2 separate regions of the Bombyx mori genome follow, and region 2 is linked to region 1. A link is a contact called in public Hi-C data. All regions are on one chromosome and are shown on one strand. The core of a region is the stretch at or near the end of the contact, and the rest is flanking DNA. Distances in the headings are between cores, read along the strand shown. Region 1 overlaps LOC101743581 (cell adhesion molecule DSCAML1). Region 2 overlaps LOC101743581 (cell adhesion molecule DSCAML1).

Region 1 (5,373 bases), core at 1,941-4,440:
AACTCGACAAGGAGGTCGACGTGCAACCTAACCCATGCATCAGCCCGCTGAGTTTCTCGCCGGATCTTCTCAGCGGGTCGCGATTCCGATCCGGTAGTAGATTCATTCGCGAAGCAGCTGCCCTTGAGTTGTTAGGTCTCGTTTGGAAGCGTTCGGGTAGCTGTTAGCAAATCCCACCCCTCCTGGCTGAGCCTTGCTCGCCCACCTGTCCTGGTGAAACTGGAAAAAAAAAACTATAATGAGTTTTTAAGATCACTCAAATTAGATGTTGTTGTTAATTAAGTTGTTTTCCATGCATATCCTATCCATGCTATATGGGGCTTAGGTCGGGCGAGCGCGCTTGTGCTCCATAGCATAGCTTTGATTTCAATCTTTCGAAGATTTTACAGTGGGACCTAGCGCGAGTTACTGAACTAATCCTGGTGCGCATGGTGTCATACGAGTTGTTAAAATTCGTACAAAAAATAATGAAATGACGCGTCCTGTCGTCAAGTTTTGGCCTTTCCTAATTCGACAACAACGGCGACAATGTCGGGCCGTGTATTATAAATGCATAAAAACAAATCTGCCTATTAGAAATGGCAATAGGATTTCTTCTAAAAGCTCAGTTCCACATCGTGCCCTTGTTAGTGACTCATTCACAATGACGCGGAGCTCCGTATGGATGGACCCTAATAATAAATAGCTGACCAAACCAGAACCGATCCTTCAACATATATCTTTTTTCCAATGATGTTGCGCTGAGTATACCTGCTCAGAGTGTCTCCACACTTTGACTTCTTCCAACATCTGGCTGGTAAAATCTGGTAAAATCTAAAATCGTTTTTCTATTTATCGTGATTGTTCTAGTTACTTGACATACCCGATCCTGCGGAACGAATGGTAAACAGTCGATGTCGCCCTAAACACGTCTTTTCGATTCGTGCTAGCAGCACTGTCAGGTTTGAGCCCCATGAGCTCACCTACTAGTTAAGGTTACGCTGATATGGTCTCTCTAGAATCTAGACTATCAGCTTAGGTAGGAAAAAAGGGCCATTAAGGCAAACATTTAAACAATAGGGAACATATTATAGAACAGTTACCCTATCCATGAAACTAAAAAAAAGTCCGGCGATTTCCTCCTGACCAAAAAAAAATCCATGAAACTTCTTCTTCTTCTTCGGAGAAATAGGCTAGATAATTTTGCTTTAAGCTGACAATATCTGCTACGAAAATGAGGTATAGGAAAAAATAGTGGATGTTTCTTAATGTAAACGTAAGATTATCAACACAAGGTTAGGTTTTTTTTTCGCTGTGAACCGAAACGATCCAAAATTTCTTTACAACGGTATTTCATTTTGTATTAAAATTAAATGTAATTTTGTGACGTCATTGTTAGCAATTCAGCCTTCTATTCGTTTTCTTTCATTTTATCACAGTTTCCTCGTGCCGCTACAAACACATAAATTGAAAAGCATAAAAAAAACTACGACAATAAAAATCATATGTAATGCAAATTGTAATGTGAATGACGTTTGGCAACAGAGAAGCATTGTACTTATATTTAACTGCATTATAATGATTACATACAATTTAAAACAAAACATTGCATGCGATGCACCTGTGCAAACCTCACTTGAATGTAATGAACTTATAGAGAATAGATTGGTTTTATACAAGTTCATGAGTACCGGATGGATAGGATAGGATGTCGGTGTCAGTATAGGATACTTTTTCAACGCAAGTATAAAAAAAAACATAAAAAAATGGGTATCTATGACTTAAAGTAGGTCCTCTGTAGTAATGTAAATATAATGAGCATAGCATCGATCCAGAGTACAGTTTCGCCATTGAGAAGAATCGTCAAGAAGAGTTGGCTCCCTCACGACATACACAGATAAAAAATATCAAGTAATGCGCTGCCCGCAAAATTGTGCACTTTCACTCTATTTTCAATTCTCACGTACGTAATCTAAATAGTCTAAATCTAATAGTCATCAAAGTACTGTGTTACAGTTGAAAAGTGGTTGTTCACATCTCATTACGATAAAACGCCTTTACTAGTCCTTGTAACAATATTTTTATTTTCCCTACCTATTCGTTGGTAGCCCAAGGGGTTATTGCAGCTATTCCCGGACGGGTAGGTGAGCTCACGGGCTCAACCTGAGAGAATTTGCTAACACTAGCATTAGTAGTGCTTCGCAGAGTTTACCACCGGATCGGAATTGCGACTCACTGAGAAGATCCGGCGAGAAACTCAGTGGGCTGCGTCTATGGGGTGTAACAATATAAAATACGGAAATCGGTAATTTAAATAAAAACAAAAACAAAAAACAAAAATTATTGGCTTAAATGTCATTGAACTTTTAACCTACGGCATGCATAAATCATTTTGTGGGAGCTTAGCTTAAAGTGTATCTCGCCACGATTATAATGTGACTGGTTACCATCGATCTATTACCACATCGATGCTGGTTACCCTCTAGCCGACGCAAGCTTCACGATCTGCCAACTACAGCCATCGGATTGACAATTAATAGCAGATGAAATCGCGGTTCAGGCCTAGCATAATCTTATATCTGATATTAATCTGAAGATATGGAAGAACCAGTCTTCCTCGAACAACTGTCGCTATATGTTTTTATTGCGCAGACTGCCTATTTCTACTGTGAAGCAGTAATGCGTTTCGGTTTGAAGGGTGGGGTAGCCGTTATAACTATACTGAGACCTTAGAACTCATGTCTCAAGATGGGTGGCGGCATTATCGTTTTAGATGTCTATGGGCTCCGGAAACCACTTAACGCCAGGAGCTGTAAGCTCGTTCATCCATCTAAGTAATAAAAAATTATGGTAAAACAATCCACCTGGGATAAAATGGTCAAAAGTCCCCATAGGAATCACAACGTAAATACTGTCATCCGCTTCTACACCCACAGATAAAGGCTAATCTAAAATGCCGAAAGATTTCGAAAGAAGAAATTATAACAATGAGTACTTTCAGAGTACAGGATTTAAAAAGAGTACGGTTTGCAAAAAAAAGTACAAAACTTAGTAAATGAATATAGCTTAAAGATAAAGTAAGAAAAAACTAATCATGTTACGTACTATCCAGTTTTTTTTTTTTAAATCTGTTCTCCACGAAAACATACGGTAAAGCTGCGGCCGGTGGTCGTGTCCGGTGTGGCCTAACTCATTCGACCTTGCTCCGTACACGCGTCACGGCTAGATCGCTTCGAACCGGCCAACTCTTAATTTGCGCACTAAATTGTCAAACGACGAACCCGTATTGCTTTGTGTTTTATTTCTCGATACTTGATTTTTTTATTCCTCTGACGTTTTCTTCTTTTTTTTACTGGAGCCCATAGACGTCTACAAAGTAAATGCGCCACCCATCTTGAGATATAAGTTCTAAGGTCTCAAGTATAGTTACAACGGCTGCCCCACCCTTCAAACCGAAACGCATTACTGCTTCACGGCAGAAATAGGTTAGGTGGTGGTACCTACCCGTGCGGAATCATAAGAGGTCCTACCACCAGTAATTACGTAAATTATAATTTTGTTGAGTTTTGTTGTAACGTTGTCGTCGGTCGTTGGTGTTAAGTGGATCGCAGTCCATAGACGGTATAATGCGAATGCCTATCTTGAAACACGATATCTAAGTCTCATAACAGCGGTTTCATCTTTCGAAGAATGCTTCGCGAACACGAAGAATGGTAATACAATATATACCCGTGCCGATCGCAAAATAAGCCCTACTCACTGGTAATTACGATTCTTTGATGTTATTCCTTATTCGTTTAAGATCTTTGATACCATCCGGGCATTCTTGACTTCCTGTCTCCTTATTAGAATAAAATTGGCACTCCGACCTGTGCCCTCAATTGGGCGCTGAAATCGATGCTGTTAGAGGGCTTCGGTAATATGGTTATTGAAAACCCTCTATACGTGATGTGGAGCATATTCACGATTGGAAATATAATACTATAGTATTTTATTAATAAAATGTATGAGACATTTTTGCTAGTAATGACAGTTGAGTCCATCGACGGGTTAATACATAATAATTGTGATAAATTGATTAAATACTAGCCGTACTCGTCCGCTTCGCTGGGCATTTAAAATTAATTTATTTATTGTCATTATTAGGGAGTCCAATACTCATAAATATTAGCCTGTCCATTAAGTACATGTATTTTCTACATGGATACCAAGTTTCAAGTCAATCGGATGCTTTGTGCAGTAGTTATAACGGAACATCATAAAAACCACTATATATTTATATATTAGTCTAGATTTGTCTGTATTGTTCTCGCAATTTCAGCAAATGCAAGGGATCCAAGTTTACCCATATTATTATAAATGTCATCAAAAATTTTTTTTATATCCGGTAAAAAAAGGTAGATGCAGCTGATTAAAATCTCTTCACAATTCAGGACGCTGTAAGGATTGTAATATAAACAAAGAACACGTTTGAATAATGACGTCAATATTCACGATAATTATAATTCAATCTATACTTCTATACTAATATTATAAAGAGGAAAGATTTGTTTATTTGTTTGTATTGAATAGGCTCCGAAAGTACTGAACCGATTTAAAAAAATATATCACTGTTTGGAAGCTACACTATTTCCGAGTGACATAGGCTATAATCTTTTTTGAAATAAATAGGGATCCTTACTATAACTTCAATAACCCAAGGTGAAAAAATTTTACCTAAAATATTCTTTACATCGCGTGCCCTGCGAAAACTATTGATTATAGAATAAAATAATGCAATACGACTTTGTAGCGCACATTATTATTTACGAAAAGTGTCGCGACAGCATATGTCTAACTATTATAATGCCGCAATAAGTGTTCTTTTATTTAAAAAAAATAAAAGAAATTTTCGTTGAAATTTTTGTTAAAGACCCGAGCGGAGCCGGAGCGGGCCGCTAGTATTTTATAAGACAATTTAAATAGTTTATTCATAGCACTTGTATTAACATAGCCTTAGTGATTTGTGATAACATCAGCTGTCTGCCGTCAAAGTCGCTCCAAGAGTTTCGAAGCTTAACTGGAGCAGATACACTGACAAAAAAATTAAAACATGGCTTCCCGTTATAAGTAAAGCATACGAAGACATACCTTCAAATGCATTTATTAAAAAAATGCTATTATTTTGACATTACAAAGAGAAATTATTAGCTTTCAATTCGAAACGCTTGGTTTTTTTTTGTGATAGAAGAATCTAGATCTTAGTTCGATTGGCGTCATCAATCGACTGCATGAGTGCAGTGTGGTCCCAACGTACCTAGATCAGAACTGGCTCGATCTGGTATCTGTTCGACAATAGCAGCTTGTTAGTGCCCGTCTTTATTTGATAGCCACATTTAGGTAAAGACTGACTTT
Region 2 (5,061 bases), core at 2,186-4,685, 39 kb after region 1:
TTTATATCGAGAGTACTCGTCATCCAGTGGTACCATGTATGTCTCATGCGGGGGGCTTTGGATACATGCCCAGTTTTCTCGAGTCATATTTACTGCCACGACAGCTGAAGTAAGATTAAAAATTCACCTTCGTGCTTCTAATTTATAAAAAAATTGAATATTTATAGAACGTCTGCATTAAAATAAAATATGCGATAATTATATAGCAGACCTAGTTCATTGCAGTTAAACTATGTACAAGGTTCTGCGATTTTCAACTTTAAGTTAAGGCGAATGCAAATCGCATTTCGAATAGTTTCAGAACTTCGTCGTTTATTTGTCGGCTAGAGTGTTTAAAAAATAAACCCTGCATAACGTTGAAGTTTCCTTAACATCGCGGTTGGTTTAAAGGAAATTCATCAGTTCATGGTTTTAGAATGAGACTGGTAATACTTGTGACGTATACAGTATAGCACCGGTAGTAATTTCGTGGGGCGCATTATTCTAACTACATGATAATCTAACAGGAATTTAGACTATTACATTTAAAAAAACACACACACCGATTAAAGTGTAGAAGAAAAATGAATGAAATTGCGAAATTTAATTTTATAAGTGACTTGTAAAACCCAACCCGCTTTGCTGGCGGGTCATTGATTTGACTTAGATTCGATAGTTATAAAACGTTCGCAAGATCACCCGCTGGACCAATCTGCAAATTTCCTGAAAATATTATTGAAATCGGTCCAGCAATCTCAGAGACTATAAGGAACATACTACATACATACATGCAACAACTTATGAATATGTAGGATTTTCGAATTTCTTAGTGAATCAGTCGATGTATGCTTTATTTACTTCAAATGTCATTATGCCCAATGCAATTGTAGAATTCCTATTTCCAAAAATAGTTTTTCCTGTAAAACTCTCAATGTCTCTAAAACTCAAATGTATTTTGTCAATTTAGAGCAGATCCGAAAAGTAGATAATTTCATGAATTCTTAAAGTTATGATAATAATAATAATACTTTTTATTAGAAATAAAACGTAATCCGTATTTTATTAAAAAAATAAATGTCCTTTATGTCCGAAGACCCATCCTCGTTTCCTAATCCCTCGAGATTTCGATACAAACTCTAATCCGTGTTTTATTAAAAGCGTATTTTCTGATGTCGCAGGCTGACGGTAGTCTGCTCCTGAAGAAGATAGGAACCGAAGACGCTGGACTATACGAGTGCAGTCTTGAAAATGAGACAGATTATGTCGACAGGGTCAACTTGACCGTACGAAGTGAGTGTTCAGAAAACATGTTATTTTATTTATAAGTTTGGTAGCAAACAAGCGTTAATTAATCGCTACGTTGATCTAGTTGTCAATTTATTACGTGTTAGCGGACCGCAGTACTTTAAAGCCCTGTAGGTTACCTATGTCTATTTTCGCGCGTACGTCTGATTCCTATACCGAGACAGAAGCAGAAAAAACTTGTAATGTCGATCCAGCGAAAGAACCCTTGGCTCGAAGACCACCTCGATGCGCAGGTTGTCAGGAGATTGCCAAGAGTGTGCCACGTGTATCCTCAGAACGCCGCGCCGAATCAGCTTCGACACGGGTTGGGAAGAACGTCTTCCCATCACGAGAAAGCATTGCTCCCAAACCGACATCTAGGAGGCCTAGTATACAGTCACGGGGGCTTAAGAAAATCCATCCTCCTCATTAATATTCACCTAAATTATGATCCGCACAGCTACTAGCATTTCAGTGTTGTGCTATACGCATCCATTCTCGATCCTGCGACCTCTTGATTAAGATGCACATCTGACACCTCTGGGTCACAAGCTCAATATACCGTTCATAAACCTGTGAAATCCAATACCGACTGTCAGTTTATTTTCGACCTAGTCATCTAATGTATTGACTGACAAATTGATGATAGATTATATGTAGTTTTATTTTCATTGCACTGCCCAGGTAAGTTAACGAGACAGCTAGCCATCTGGTGTTTAATGGTCAGCCCCACCCAAAGATATATAATATAAAGGTTTTTCCAATTTTAGCGTTGCTATACCTATTTCTACCTCAAAAAAGCAATACGTCCGGGTTGAATGATGGGACAGTCACTGTACTATACAATTGAGTCCTCTCAAACGAGATATCCATGGTCGTGAGCTCATTAAAAATGTGACATGAATGTGTTTGTGATAAGATTTGTGTTTAGTTGCTAAGATGATGATAATGACGATAATCATTTCCTCATACGGCTATGATATCACTGACAGCTCAACCCTACACTGACTTTCATAGAACTCAACCCTACACTGACTTTCATAGAACTCAACCCTACACTGACTTTCATAGAACTCAACTCTACACTGGCTTTCATAGAATCTACTAAAAAACTACACTCGTTTTTTGTTACTACCATCATAAACTCCATTAGCGGGCAATTCGAGTGACATTTTTGTTCGTTTAATGTACACCCAAAAAAGCCGTAGCAATTTGTCGTAATAGGTCGCCGCTTCATTACGTCACGTTAGCCCCTCCTAATCGACAGTTCAATCGGGTTATAAGTGAGTAGACATCATGATATATTCATATGAAACCATTAGAATTCGATTTCCTATACGAACCTCGTGCGTCCGGGAAACATTAGTTTGCTAAAAAAAAAACTCGATCGCTACAATTTATTTTGGGTATAGCGTCATGACAGAATTGCCCACAATAGTCCTGCACAGAAATCTAATAAATCGGATACATAACCAGATAGGGTGGAGAATTCCTTGAGACTCTGCGAAAAGGGCAGTGGCAAAAATACATTTTTTCGACTCTCTGTGACGTTTCGTGATGCAGAGGACAGCAGTAAGTGGAAGATCATAGTTGATGATAAAATTATGAATGTAGATCATGACCCACAGTCCACAGACATTGAAGACGCATGGAAGTAAAGACAATCTACCTATGTAACTTTAATATGCTCAGTAATCTAGGTTTCACCTCAAAGAAGCAACTATTTTTCGGAGTCAATTTCCTCTCGTTTCTGCTAATATCAGACAAGTTGAGTCATCCCAACTCAGACCAACCTTCTCCTCTTCTCAACCATCACAAAACAGATTACATAAAGAATAAACCCAAACACAAGATATGACAGATATCACAAGATAAGACAAAGAGACAGGTCAAAGCTATTGTAGGGCAATTAATTATTCACGAAAACTGTTTGTTGTTTTTTAAAACAAAGGACGTTCGTTTTTTTTAGATACACTTACATAATTCTAAAAATAATAATTTATTTACCACCAAATAATTATTTTTCCCATATGTAAACTTTTACTTGGCGAAAAACAAAAGATAATAAAAACTATGAATAAATTATCGTAACAACATTAACTCAGTCAGGTGTACACATAGTGCTTGCTAATAGGAACTTCAAGATAATAATTTATCGTTACTATTATTGTCTTGAACATTCATATCGCTTGCTTGCGATTATACGTTTTAAGTCAATCATAATATTGTTTTACACTGTGAGCTGAATGACATTTTCTTTTGCTATACGAAGAGCAATAGTGGATAGCTTATACATAGATGGGCAGACGACTTCAAAGGTCCACAAAACTAGGACGTCGCAACCCTAATGATACAATCGGAGTATGAATTTCACAGTGATCCGAGAATATTTAAATTATACATTTAAAAGTCCTCCCTCTTGTAATGGCTCCCAAGCCACTTTTCATTGAGCTGAGCTCAGTAATCCCGCCGTGAGTTATATGGCAATCTCGCTGAATTGAGTCTGCTATAAACGAATGTATTGTGGCCATGAATGATGGTGAAAAGAGCGATTTTTCGCATGTACGTTTTACTGGTGATACGGTAAGATGTGAGTCCGTACATTTTGCCTATATTTTTACATATTACCCACTATACTGTCTATTTATAACCGTTTTTTCAGCTTGCACTGCTGTTATATCACACAATATAATCGGAGTTAAAATTTAACTTCAATTTCATGCCTCAATTTGTGGATTGCATTCGCGTCGTCTATGATATCCGGTAATAACTTAATAATATTTGGACTGTAAGCAACTTGTGCTACTTTTTTTCCTATCTATGCTGATAGCCTTGAGAGGCTATATCAGCGTTACCCTAGCGTGTAGGTGAGCTCTCGGGGCTCAAGCCGAAAGTGTTGCTAATACTGGCCCTAGCAAGAGCAGTGCTTCCCAGAATCTAACACCGGATCGGAAACGCGACCCACTGAGAAGATCCGGCGAGAAACTCAGTGGGCCTTGTGCTACTAGTATGAATACCAATTATAGGAATATACGGCACTTGCTTGAATATAGTAGACATTAAACCATGGTCACTGTACAATAATAATAGCGTGCCTGAAGAGGATCACAAAACACCGAAGGTCGCATCACGTAATGACTGTGATTAGATACGTCCATTCCAAGCCGAGCTCTTGTGCAAGCCATTGTGCGCTATATGGATTTGTTCCATTACCCACTGCAACTAGCTTAATTGCTGCATCGATTTTACTGTCCATTTATTTGCTTTTGATCACAAACTGAATTGGTGGTGCAGTAGTCAGCGGCCCTGACTTTTGCGCCAACAGTCGTTGGTCCGATTCCCACATTGGACAAACATTCGTCTAATGATGACGTTTGTTTGCACTTTGGTTGTTTAATATCTATATATGTATATATTTAAACATATATAAGTATGTATTCCAGTCTCTGGTACCCATAACACAGGGAAACCTAATTAGAGGTCGTATGATCGTGCGTGATTTATTCCCAGCTATTTATTATTATTATTAATAGGACGGGGAAAAGTTTCTTTGCATTTTTAAAGAAAATTCACAACATTCTTTAATATAGTTTATTTACATTTAACTAAAGTATGTAGGTACCATTTTGTTCGATAACTTTTTGCCATCTTGTAGGTCCCATTCGAGATGGCATCTCGATCCCATTGCTATAGAAATTTTGGGGCTTCTGATCAAAATACCGCGACAATTGGTTTTGGAAGTCTTCTCGTGATGTTAACCTGACACTGCCTAAAGAATTCTGCAGAGACCGAAACAGA

What was found. Hi-C and Micro-C count contacts between places; a contact is called where the count stands out from the background.
Region 2: a contact with region 1 is called in a Hi-C map of whole pupa, with 2.2 times the contacts expected there. The contact joins two enhancer-like sites. A contact is called at or near these places in 2 of 7 Hi-C or Micro-C datasets (both in whole pupa).

Annotation. Positions count from the first base shown.
Region 1 is chr8:14,751,696-14,757,068 of ASM3026992v2, forward strand. All of the region lies in intron 3 of LOC101743581 (cell adhesion molecule DSCAML1), which reads left to right. Among protein-coding and RNA genes, the nearest start is that of LOC101743581, 6.7 kb to the left of the region's middle. Within about 2 kb of position 3,191, at least 6 of the 8 cell types and tissues checked have open chromatin away from gene starts, as enhancers often do.
Region 2 is chr8:14,790,071-14,795,131 of ASM3026992v2, forward strand. LOC101743581 (cell adhesion molecule DSCAML1) reads left to right here. Exons shown (of 8, transcript XM_038012302.2): 4 at 1,158-1,269. Among protein-coding and RNA genes, the nearest start is that of LOC110384780, 35 kb to the right of the region's middle. Within about 2 kb of position 3,436, at least 3 of the 8 cell types and tissues checked have open chromatin away from gene starts, as enhancers often do.